Regions from separate parts of the Oryctolagus cuniculus genome. Here region 1 is linked to region 2. The links are chromatin contacts, called in public Micro-C maps. All regions are on one chromosome and are shown on one strand. The core of a region is the stretch at or near the end of the contact, and the rest is flanking DNA. Distances in the headings are between cores, read along the strand shown. Region 1 overlaps ARHGAP26 (Rho GTPase activating protein 26). Region 2 overlaps ARHGAP26 (Rho GTPase activating protein 26).

Region 1 (6,417 bases), core at 2,211-4,710, 66 kb after region 2:
CAGATTAGATAAATCTGTTTTGTGTTTTCTCTTGATGAGGCCTAAATTGTATATTTTTGTTCCTGTGTCAGGTAAAGATTCATTTTCCAAATGTTGAAAAGAGAGACGTAAATGATCCGTCCGGGCATGCCTGCTATCTGGCCAGTGCTTGGCCTCCTCAGCTCGAGCATGGTTTTTTTTTTTTTTTTTTTTTTTTTTTTTTTTTTTTCTGACAGGCAGAGTGGACAGTGAGGGAGAGAGACAGAGAGAAAGGTCTTCCTTTGCCGTTGGTTCACCCTCCAGTGGCTGCTGTGATTGGCGCGCTGTGGCCGGCGCACCGCGCTGATCCGAAGGCAGGAGCCAGGTGCTTCTCCTGGTCTCCCATGGGGTGCAGGGCTCAAGCACTTGGGCCATCCTCCACTGTACTCCCTGGCCACAGCAGAGAGCTGGCGTGGAAGAGGGGCAACCGGGACAGAATCCGGCGCCCCGACCGGGACTAGAACTCGATGTGCCGGCGCCGCAGGCGGAGGATTAGTCTACTGAGCCACGGCGCCAGCCAGGATTTTTAAAATTTTAACTTCCCTCTCATTTCTTCTGTTCAAAAACTGTTTATCCAGCTAGTGTGGATAAAGGCTTACTGTATGCCAGTTACCAAACCCTCTTTATGTGTAATTCTGTCACACAAGAGCAAGGTCTTGATATTGGTTCAGCAATAGGTCGTTGGCAAGTGCCATCAAATGTGTTTTTATTAGCTTCAGGCATTTTTCTTTTTTGAAGATTTATTTTAATTGTTTGAAAGGCAGAGTTATAGAAAGAGAGAGAGAGAGAAAGAGAGAGAGAGGTGTCTTCCAACTGTCGGTTCACTCCAATTGTCCACAACAGACTGGGGTAGGGCAGGCCAAAGCTAGGAGCTAGGAATTCCATCTGGGTCTCCTGTGTGGGTGGCAGGGTCCACCTCTTGCCCATCGTTTTTGCCTCCCAGGCACATGAGCAGGAAACTGGATTGGAAGTGTGGAGTAGTTGGAACTCTAACTGGCACTCCTATGTGGGATGTAGGTGTCCAGAGTGGAGGCTTAACCCGCTGCACCACACGTCCGCCGCTCAGAGCTTCACTTTTGAGAGAGCCTTACCGAGACAGCAAATGCGATGCCCGGAGCAGCAGAGGGAGAAAGCCCTCTTTCTCTTTTGAGCACTGTCAACCCCCAGTCTGGTGAGGAGAGCCACATGCGAGATGGAGAAGGAGCCCCCCACCTGGCTCCTAAACTGTGGCCCCCGGGTAGGCGATAACACCCCCTCTATTCCCCGCCGCTCAAATGGATTTTAGCCCCACTCCAGTGAGATTCTAAAAGTGCTTCTCAAAAGCTTTTCTGAGGGTGGCCTCTGGCCCGCCAGTGAAAAGAGAGGTGTTCACCATCCAGAAATTCATGTCCATCATTGGATTTTATGCCTGGTGTTCCATAGACCAAGGGAGTCTTACTAGCAACTTCTCAGGGGTGTTATTAACAGTTCCTAAACTTAGCCTCAAGTTTGCCCAGTGTTCCGATGTGGCGCTCTGCTGTGCAGTCTGCCGTATGGTCTGGGCAGCCCTGGCTAGTTCTCTGTGTGCTCAGAGTTTTTAGGAAGGATGTTTTTGGGGCGTTTTCAAGTGTCTCAAGCTGGTTGTGGTTTTCAATTACTGCCATATCATGTATTAATTGGAAGTTTGTAGAATCACTGTTGTGTTTAAATTGGGTGGAAATTTTGTTCTTACACAATGATTACATTGTTGCCATTTTAATTACTGCTCAGTTTGTCTTGAGTTTCTTTGACTTAGCTTGTCTTGAGTTTCTTTGTTACATGCCAGGCTATTTTTCCTCTGGAAAGTAGGACTGGGTGGGGAAGTCGTATGAAACTGTGGTTGAGTACAGGCTCGAGGGAGCTCCACCTGGTTCAAACCCCAGCTCCATCACTTGCTAGCAGTGTAACCTTTGTTAATAAACTTGCTGGACTCCAGGAAGCAGAGGCAGTGGTAGTACTGCAAGGCTTGAAGATGGAATAGAATGATTCTTACAGACTTTAGTATAGTTCATGGCGCATGAAAATGTGGTTGATTGGCGGTGGGCAGTTATTTTTACTTTTGCTTGCTGTTAAAAAGCCATTGTTCTGAAAGTTGACCTTAGATTGTCTCCTCTTCCTTCCCTTCATGCCTGAATTTCAGTTGCTGTATCACAGCACCAGTGAGACCTGTGTCCTGGCTTCCTCAGACTGCATCCCCAACATTAGCCATTTATCTCATTTCCATCAACAGGAGAGGTTGGCCGTTTTGTTCTTTAAATGAAAGGTGTGACGAGACGGAAAGAAGAGTATGGTGGTGATGAAGATACAGAACTTTATCTGTATAGAATGCTCTGTGTAGGCCACAGAATTTGCATTCTCTGCTAAATATTTCATTATTATTATTCCACTTAATTTTCACAACTGCAAGAGGCAGGGAGTGTTAAAATCCCCATTTTAGAAGTCCCCCTTTTAGAAATAGCAAGAAATGGAAATCTGTGGATGTTAATTGATAAATATGTATAGCCAACACATAGTAAAACTGAACATAAACCCCAAGCAGGCATGTACTACACATCTGTCACCACTTACAGGGAAAACAATTAATAAACCAACCGAAGGAAGAAACAAAGACAAGTTTTAGCAATGGTGAATGCACAGAGAGCTGGGACGTGATTGTGTATGCAAGTGTAGAAGCAGACTGTGCAGTGCTTCAAGATGCTGCCCTGTGGCCCTGTCGGGTGCGTCTCCCTGTCGGTCGGTCAGGCCAGCAGCCCTGTGGTGCGGGTTCAGATAGCCCAGGCAAGTGACCCTGGGGAATCACAGATGCATTTGGTGAAGACAATACAGTCCCGGGGGGAGCAGAGTTGTAAATCTGCTTGCCTGTGAACTTGTATGGGTAACACCTTCGTTTGTGCACATTCTCATCCCAAGCAGGGTGTGGCCCCATGCTCATGCAGCTGTGTGTGAGAGGAGAGTTAGACGGTTTTGTCTCATTAGTGATTTGCTTATGTCTTTAACAATGGTAAGAAGAAGAAAGCGTGTCTGTGGTTTCTCAGTACAGCCAGGATAATGGTACTGAAGGTTACTCGTAGAAGCATTCCGGGAATCCTAGTGACTCTATTCTCTCCCCATTCTCTAGGGACACAGGGATTGACTTGGCTCGGCGGTGAGCAGAATTTATTGCAAAATCACATCTTAGCGCAGAGGAAGCGTATGAAGGCTTTCCTCACTCTCCTTTGATTTATTAAATTGTACTCGCGTTGTAGCTTCTGGGTAAGGACTCAGAGAATTGCGGTGTCCTGTGATTTGTATTAAAGACCTACTTTCCTGTCCCAGTGTTTATCTTCAGGCTCTAGCCCTGCGGTTCAGAGAATATGGAGTGTTACTTCTGCGCTAGGTGCCAGCTGCTTACATGGGTTAGTGGCAGCCGCTGCAGGCAGCCGTCAGAAGGCCGTTCCCAGTTTCATTTTCTCTCTGACTCAGGGCAAGCTCGGTCTTCCGTGACTCACCTGCCCTTGCTGCCCACAGCACCTCGTCACCTCTATCGTCATCGTCATCACAGTGTCTTCGTTATCGTGGTTAGTGGTTAAGAGTTTGGGCTCTGAAGGTAGAATGTGGGAGTTGCTGTCTGGCCTCAAACTGTTTCCAGCTGTCTAACCTTGGGCAAGTGGCCCAGCTTGTGTAATGCCTTGGTTTTACTGCCTGTATGATGGGAATACTTAGGTGGGCTGAGGACCGAACAAGACAATGTCTATAGAATGCTTGGCAGGGGGTCTTGACAGATAGCAGGGCTTTTTCATCATTATTAATAAATTATTATTACTGCATGGTTATTCTTTAATGTCCCACAGATGGACACTGATAAGATAAACACACGTAATCTCTGTTTTCTAGAAGCATGTAATTGAGTATTCACTGGTGTGGACATTTAACAAATCTCCGTGTTCAATATTCAGCAGCCACTGGAGCATAGCTACCTCCAAATATAAAAAGCTAGATGCCTGAGAGGCTTTCATGTGGCCAGGTCTTAGCTAAGCACGACAGATACACTTAAAAAAAATATTGATTTATTTGAAAAGTGGAATGTTGGAGGGAGGGGGAGAGAGAGAGAGAGAGGGAGGGAGGGAGGGAGGGAGAGGGAGGGAGGCAGGCAGGGGTGGGGGGAGAGAAAGATGAGAATACCTTCCATCTGTTTGGTTCACTCTGTAAATGGTTGCAACAGCTGGGCCAGGCTGAAGCCAAGAGTCAGGAACTGCATCTGGGGGCCAAGCACTTGGGCCATTCTCCTCTGCCTTCCCAGGCACATTAGCAAGGACCTTGGTCAGAAGTGTAGCAGGTATGCTAGCACTAGCACACTTGTACTGACACTCCAATATGGGATGCCAGTGTCACAGTGGCTTCACCCATTGCCTCCCAAAGCCAGCCCAGGAAAGATGGACTTCAAGTTATTTTGGTGAGAAAAACAACTGTTTCAGTCTCTTTAGGAGCCCTGGTTAGGCATTGTTGAGAGGCTCTGGCCCCTTGAGTTGATACTGGGCAGTTGGGTTCCTGCCATTAAGACAGAGACTCTGGCGAGGCCCACCTGGAAGTGGAGGAGCCTGACTTACTCTGCCAGTTGTAAGACAAAGCCACACTATTTCAGCACACTGCTCCTCTCCCTGGCCTCGGTCTGCAGCTCTGGGCACCTGGGAGTGGAAGTAGCTCTCAGAGCAGGCTGACCACTTCTAGAGAGTGATTTGTGTGCCCTTGGCCAGTGTAGAAGGTCTCAGGAGCATCACAGTGGAGCAGCTGGTAACCGTGTGTGGTGGCCATGGCAGGGGAAGGCAAAGCAGGATCAGAACTTCGCTCTGGAGGCACAGAAGAGTAACACACCATCAGCAGTCCGAACCCTTGGGTAAACTCTACGGTCTCACACCTGTATCTGTAAGTGGACACGCCACTAGACCAATCTGTATGTTGCCTGCAAGGGTTAGATGTCAGGTGTGGCACTCAGTATGCAAACTCACCCACCTGTGCTGTTCCCTCGCCGTTATCTGGCCTCTGCAGTACCGAGGCTGCTGCCCTACCCGGGACCATCCTGATAGGCTGTGTAATCAGGCAGTGCTGGCACACACGGTTTGTTAGCCTCATTTAAAAACTCATTCTCCAGGGCTCATTTACCCAAACCAGACAGAGATAGATGGCCAGGCCTCGGAGGATCGGGCACCACGTGTTCCTGGTCCGTGGGCTTGTTGATCGCTGCTCTGCAGTTGGGGAATGTTTGGGTGTTCCCGGCAGGGGTCTCCTGAGACCCAGGGAACCTTGAAGGAAAGTAGTTTGGCATAAACTCACCTCCTGATTAAGGAGGACTGGAAGCCCTGCGTTTTGCTCTTCCTTCTGGGTTTCTGCCATCTGCAAAGAGGAGCCAGTTTCTCTCGGATGGAATGTTTGACTGCAGGGGCAGGCACACGTGAGGCATGTGCATCTCATAACAGAATGCCTGGCTTTAGTCTCAGCTCCACTCCCGATTCCAGCTTCCGGAAAATGTGCACCCTGGGAGGCAGCTGATGGTGTCTCAAGTGTTTGGGTCCCTGCCACCCCCATGGGAGACCTGGATTGATTTCCTGGTTCTTGGTTCCTGTCAGTGGCCTGGCCTGGTCCAGCCCCAGTTGTTGTGTACATTTGGGGAGCGAATTAATGGTTGGAAGATCAGTCCCTGTCTGTCTATCTCTACCTTTCAAATAAAAAATCGTCGTGAATGTTTGAATTTAATGGGAGAAGTGCATTGATTGGAGATGGATGGAAAAAGTACTTACCATAATAGTATCCCTTCCCAAAACTTCCCTTAGCCAGCTTCCCAAAGCGGCAAAGGGCTGCTCCTTGCTGTCACTCGGATCCCACTCACAGATCACAGAGCCCTGCAGTCCCTCTGCCCGTCCTCATCTGCTGCCTCCCATTGCTGACCACGCTGCCCCTCCTGCTTCCCGAAGGCCAGGCTTTTTCCTATGTCAGGGACTCAAATTCGCTGTGTCCCTCTGTCTTGCCAAGGAGATCCTCTCATCATTCTGATCTCGTGCAAATGTCGCCTGTTCAGAGCTTTTCCCCACACCTCAGATCCACACTGTCCTGTTGTCTGTTGTCTCTCTTTTTGCATTTGAACTGATCATGTTTGTGCATCTGTGTCTCTATTTTCTCCATGAATGGAAAGTAGAGCTCAAAGCTGTCTTCTTCATCTGTATCCCTTGCACCTAAAATATGGCCTGGCCATCATAGGCAGTCAGTAAATATTTGTTAAGTGCAAGAGCAAATAAGCAAATGAGTTGCATCTAACTTTGGAAAATACTGGAAGTCTTCCAACTTTACAGAGCCGCTATCCCGTGGTTGAGAGCCACATACATAAAAGTGCTGGAAACAAAGAAAGGG
Region 2 (6,169 bases), core at 1,317-3,816:
AAACGCAGCACACAGAGGTCCTTGGCTCTTGCATCTTAGAGAGTGGTGGGGGCGCTGGAGTACCCGGAACCCCTCCCTCCCTCTTCAGTTAGAGACCCTCCTGACTGACCGGCGAGGCAGCAGTGATGAGGCGCTGTGAACCTGTTGACTGCTCTTCCTCAGAAGGCCCTGTCTGATTCTTCCATACCGCTCTGAAGTCATCCTTTGGCGAGCTTTTTGTGACTAGGTGGGAGATGTAGACTTCTCTGAGCCAGTCCCCCATACCATGCCCCAGCCACTGTCAACTCTGTCTTCTTCCTCCCTCCAGGTACCCTGCATTTGGATGACAGAGAGAGAGAGAAAGAGAGAGAGAGAGAGAAAGAGAGCGAGCAGAGGCAGCCGATATCTTCCATCTGCTGTTTCGCTCTTTAAATGCCTGCAATAGCCAGGGCTAGACCAGAAGGCCAGGCTGAGGCCGGGAACCAGAAGCCCACACAGCTCTCCTACGCGGGTGATGGGAGCCCGGGCACTTGGGTCATCTCTGCTGCTTCCAAGGGGTATCAGCAGGAAGCTAGACTGGAAGCACATGTTAGCTGGGACTCAAACCAGACATTCTGATAGGGGATGTTGAGGTCCTAGATAGAGGCTTAACCTGCTGTGCCACCATGCCTGCCCCGTATCACTTTTTTTTTTTTAAATTTTATTTATTTATTTGAGAGACAGTTACAGAGTCAGAGGCAGAGAGAAAGAAAGGTCTTCCATCTGCTGGTTTACTTCCCAAATGGCCAAAATGGCCAAAGCTGAGTCAACCTGAAACCAGGAGCCAGGAACTTCTTCCAGGTCTCCCGTGCAGGTGCAGCGGCCCAAGCACTTGGGCCATCTGCTGCTGCTTTCCCAGTTCATGGCAGAGAGCTGCATTGGAAGAGGAGCAGCTGAGATTAGAACTGGTGTCCATATGGAATGCTAGTGTCACAGGCGGAGGGATTAACCTGCTGCACCACAGTGCTGACCCCCTATATCACTTTTAATACAGTATTATGTGCCAGTAGGTGTTCAATTTTATTTTTTTATATAGCGGTGCAGTTTTGAGATAGGTTATTTTATTCTTTCCTTTGAGACCTTGAGGACTACTGCCTAAGAGAATCGAGGGACGTAATCACGTTAGGTGCTGCTAACACTCAATTTCAGGGCTGGCATGATGGTGCAGTGGGTAGAGCTGCTACTTAAGACCCCAGAATCCCCTGTCAGAGTGCTGGCTTGAGTCCTGGCTACTCTTCTTCTGATCAGCTTTCTGCTTACTTATGTGGCTGCTAAGATAACAGAAGATGGTCCAAGTACTTAGTTCCCTGCCATTCATGTGGGCAGATCAGGATGGCGTTCTTGACCCCTGGTTCAGGGAGTGAACTGGTGGATGGAAGATCTCTCCCCTCTCATGTCTTTTTCTCTGCCACTCTGCCTTTTAGATGAAAAAACAAATATTAAAGAAAAAACAAACACACACTAGAATTTCAGCAAGGGCCCACATACATTCATATATGTGGGGGAAAGCTCGGGGAAATGGAAGGTTAGTTCAACTCTGAATCATGAGCCTAGAAAGATTGCTGGTAGATTTGAACAGTCTATTGGAAGCTTCTCATCAGTACTTTCCTTTTAAATATATTTTGTTGTAGGCTGCATATTAGTGTTAAAGAATCAAAGCAGCCATACTATGAAATTAGGTCCTGTGCCTAACGGGCTGGGCAGGTGGTTTGATGACGTCTGCAAGATGGGTGGATTTGTTACCTACCTTGCAGGGTTGTTTGGGAGACGGATGCAGTGGAATTTTTCTCTGACAGAGCCCTGGTCCGAAAGGGTTGTTTCTTTTTTTTCTTTTTTTTTTTTTTTTTCCCTGTATCCTAAAACCGGGGACTTTGTTGTTCTTGTGTTGAGCCTTCGGGGGGTGTTTCCATAAGCTGGCTTTTTGTCTATGCAGAGTTCCTCTTCCTGTACGCTCATGACCTCTCGGGTCGCCTCTGCGTTGAGCTCACGTGAACACAGGGGCATTAGTGGAGTTTGTACAAAGGGCTTCCTAGAGGAAAGAGCCCATTTTCACATCCTTTTTGTGTGTGAAACTGGTTATTTATACATGTTTTGTATAAAACCGCTGATGCCTCCCCGATCGTTTATGGTCTCAGAAGGATTGTTCCATCTCCTGGTTTGTGGTGTACACGCATGCACTGGTGTGTGTGTGTCTGCTTGTCTTTCCCCGAAACGATCATGTTATGTAACATGCTGTTGCAGCATCCCGCCTCTAGATGGCAGTTTTGTATCTGCGTTAGCCGCCATTGGAAAGTCCAGTTGGAAATTAACTCCTCAGTTGTCTGTTAGGAGAGGAGGTTTTTCTGCAGCAGCAGTGACCCTGTGGCTGTTACTCCTTAAGGGACAGGGGTTCTGAATGACTCACTCTTTGTCTAGAAACTCCTTCCTTCCACCCCTTCATGACGGATCACTCACGCTGCCTCTCTGGCGGAAGCAACCATGCTCAGTGAATCCTACCTCTGTTTAAGCAGTGCCTTCCGCCCGGCTTTGTGAACTAAAGCATCGGGCCCTTTGCTATGGGGACAGCACACCTGAGGGCAGTGAAGTAAACAGAGGCGCGATTCCGCTGCCCGGTGCCCGGCGTGTGCTGAGAACCCAGCGGTTCTGCGTTTCCCTCCGGGGCTGTGCACGTTATCTTTTCCAACAGATGACTCCATTTTTCCTGGTTTCGAACTTCCCCTCCCTCCCCTTCTCACCCTGGTTTGAAATAATATTTGACTTTGCCTTCCTGCTGGTCTGGTTGGAGTGCTGGTCTCAGTGCCATTGACATTTCAGGCAGGAAATAGCCTTTTCCTTCCTCGGAGGGCGTTAGCGCTGCTCTGCCTTGCACGACTGCAGCGGGAGTTCGCGCTGCCTTCTGGGGTGCTTCGTGCCCCCCTGTAAAATACGCCGGTCAGGAAGTTCTTGGAGTCTTTGGGATTGGTGCGGTCTGCTCGTGTCATGGAGGTGTTTTTTTTTTTTTTTTTTTTTGTAATTAAATGAGAGGGTATGTTTGCGGTGTGATTCTGCCTAAAATAAGAATGGGATGCGGTGGTTAATGCACCTGATGTGTAGGAGGCTGAGGCAACCCTATTTCTGCTCTTTGCATAATGGAATTTGGAATTGGATTGATTGATTAAGTCAGTTTCGCTGCCAGTTTCTAAATATAAAAAGAGTTTTTTAAAAAAAGGATCTAAACCAAAATTTTGCTGTCATGTGAATCCGAAGAGAAGAAACAACTGAGCCAGTAGATTCCACTTACGTATGGTTCTGTTCCTCCTGAGAGAAGAGTAAAGATGAACAAAGAACCACAGGACGGGTTTTTGTAGCTTGTTATGAACGGTGCCTACCCGTGGTGCGTTCTCCTTGAACCTCGCTCATCTCTGCAGGGGTACTGCCTTCTCCCGGTGCGCTGTGTCCTGGGATGCAGACTCCTGGGTCCCCAGTACCTGGCTTCTGCCGGGCACACAGTGGACACTTTAGGGCCATGCAGTTTAATATACCAAAGATTTCATTGTCTTGGCTTCCTGACGTTTTATGACTTTAGTCTTTTTAAAAATAAAAACCTGAGAGATTTTCTGATACGATTGATACTGTTTACTCCAGTTTACACTGTTGTTATTCCCACGGTCCTAATTATTTTTAGGCCTTTTCTCCCAGAGGAGCAGGGCTACAGGCTTTCAGAGGTCTGACTCTTTCGCTCACTAGGATCACATCCTTTCTGTTCCACTGATTGGAAGTGGCTTCTAGAAACTTCTTAGGGGTTGAGTAGGGTGGCCTCCCCCCTCCCTCTGAGGAGCTCGTCTTCCTGGATCCCAGGGCGCGTGTGCTGTGCACATGGGGGCAGTGTCGTGTTGTGGTTCAGTTGCTTGAGCTTTGCTGTAGAGCTGGGCACAGCTGGGTTAGGTTCAGGCTCTGGCACTTAGCAGCAGCGTGCTGGAGCACAAGTCATTGTCTGAGTCTCCGTTCTCTCACTTTCAGAGGCTTAGTGCCAGTGCCTGCCTCATGCCGTTGCTGTGGTCACGTGGGTGAAGCCCACGGCACGGCACTTGGCCCGTGCTGAGCACTCAGGAAACCTTAGCGATGCTTCGGAGGCTGCCGGTTTGCAGCGCTGGGCGTCTCTCTCGCTTCCTTCGTCTCGCCTACCTGTCCCCCTACACAGGGTGTCATGGCGTTTTGTGACTTCCTCCCTTGCACTTGCATCTGTAATGCGCAAGGACCTCAGGGTTCCTTACTCAGGGTGCTGAGAGTGGAGCACATTCAGTCGCTCCTGTCCCCAGGTAATAGGTTACTGCTCTCGCCCTCCCCCGCCCCAGGCGATGTGCCGGGTGTCCGAGTGCTGGTGGGAATAGGAAAGTAGCCGGAGACCCTCCTGTGTGGGTGAACCCTGGATGCTCCGCTGAGTTTGTGAGGTGCATGAAGCCTCTGTGTCTCGGGCCTGGTGCCTGATGTGACATTATCACGTGCCGTGGTGACCCAAAGTGCCGCTCAGGCGGAGAGAAGCAGAGAAAGATGGGCACAGATACCAGAAGTTGCAACCTGGTGGTCCATAGGCTCATGTGGTCTGGATAGTGTCCGAGGCAGCACTGTAAAACTGGACAGATCTGTCCCTGCTCATCGCACCTTGCTGTGTGCTAGCTTTTGGTCAAGCTGAACGGCAGGTGCCTCCGTCAGCTGCTGTAGGTGCTCTCCACCTGGCCACAGTCCCCACGGCAGGGGTGGGGGACAGTTGCCTCTTTGCCTTGCACTTGAACTCTTGTTTTATTTTTTTTTCCCCCTAGAAGGGAAAACACTTGTTTGTCCTGTGTCTCTATCCAAAACTAAATGTGTGAAAGGATAAACAAAAGGTGGCATATTTTTAAAAAAGTGTTATCATTTATTTGAGAGAGAAGACAGGAGGGGGGGAGAGAGAGAGAGAGAGAGAGAGAGAAGAGAGAGAGACTGACTCTTGTTTGCTGGTTCCTTCCCCAAATGCCTCCAGGGGCTGGGCTGGGCCCTGGTTGGGAACCTGAACCCAGTCAGGGTCTCTCCCATGATGTCACCTGCTGCCGGCAGGGGCAGCTGAGGAGGAAGCTGGGACTGAGACCCTGGCGCTAGACGTCGGAGCTGAATGTCCTGACTGGCGTCTTCACCACCAGCCCAGGCACCCAGGGGTGCATATTTTAAGGAGAACGAGACCAAGCCTGTTTTCCCTGGGGCTGTCAAGAAGCTGTTTTTCAGTTTCCCTGATGTTCCTTCCTTCCATGGTCTCTGTAGGCACTTGAATCTGTAATTTCATAAACCGGCACGGAATGGCTGCCCAACTCCAGGATTTTTCTGCATCGCTTTGGCCCCCTTGTGTATCAGTCAAGACCCACACATCCCTGAAGCCTTGGCCTTGCTCAGGAACTGTTGGAAATCCCTTTTTCCAGGAGTGCTTTAGAAACACAGGCCCTCTTCCTCTTGCTGGCACTCGGGAAAGTGTTCTGGCGTGGATGCGGCCCCTTCTCCAAGCCTTCATTTCCCTCTGTCTTCCTGTATGAGCGCCGTGGGGCAGGTTTCACACACAGGCTGTGAGCAGCCTGTGTTTCTGTGGCTGCCACAGTGCCTGTCGCACCCGGAACTTGACCCTTCAGTGCACAGAGCCGTGGCTGGGAGCTGGGGAACGAACTCTGGCCAGCTGAAGATTTATGGTCTTATGAATGAGTGAACCCTCGATCTTGGAGGTTGATTTAGAAAGAGCAGCGCTGTTAGATTCCGAGTGTGTTTGTTCCAGTGGGGTGGAGTTAGGAGCGGCATTTCCTGGTCCAATAGGAAGTGGGCGAGTTGCCAAACCACTGAGCTCACTGTTGTTGACTCAGATTCGGGACTCAGATTAGAGAAGGAAAGCTGTCGAGGAACCCTGGAGTTGGGGCTGGTTGTGATCCTGGCCGCACTGGCTCGAGAGAAGGCTGCGGGTTGACGTCAGTGGTCCCAGGACCCCGGATGTGTTGTACCTGACCCCTTGCTTTCTGTGGGTGTCCTAGGGAGGCAGGGTCGGAGGAAATAAGGTGGTGGGTGCAGCTTGCCTGGTGGCAGGTGGAGGCCTGTTTCCTGCATGGCTCCTGCAGTGTGAGAGGCGGGTGCAGCCTCGAGGAATCGCAGGTCTTTGGTG

What was found. A called contact is a pair of places that touch in the nucleus more often than the background predicts.
Region 1: a Micro-C map of ear pinna shows a contact between it and region 2, with 4 times the contacts expected there. The contact joins two enhancer-like sites. A contact is called at or near these places in 6 of 6 Hi-C or Micro-C datasets (ear pinna, embryonic fibroblasts, liver and 3 more).

Annotation. Positions count from the first base shown.
Region 1 is chr6:30,470,226-30,476,642 of mOryCun1.1, forward strand. All of the region lies in intron 11 of ARHGAP26 (Rho GTPase activating protein 26), which reads left to right. Among named protein-coding and RNA genes, the nearest start is that of ARHGAP26, 230 kb to the left of the region's middle. Within about 2 kb of position 3,461, at least 1 of the 8 cell types and tissues checked has an H3K27ac peak or open chromatin away from gene starts, as enhancers often do. A contact at or near this core is called in ear pinna, where this site is marked.
Region 2 is chr6:30,404,860-30,411,028 of mOryCun1.1, forward strand. The region is part of intron 10 of ARHGAP26 (Rho GTPase activating protein 26); the gene reads left to right. It overlaps LOC127490692 (a long non-coding RNA gene), which reads right to left. Exons shown (of 3, transcript XR_007918987.2): 3 at 4,890-6,169. Among named protein-coding and RNA genes, the nearest start is that of ARHGAP26, 160 kb to the left of the region's middle. Within about 2 kb of position 2,567, at least 3 of the 8 cell types and tissues checked have an H3K27ac peak or open chromatin away from gene starts, as enhancers often do. A contact at or near this core is called in ear pinna, where this site is marked.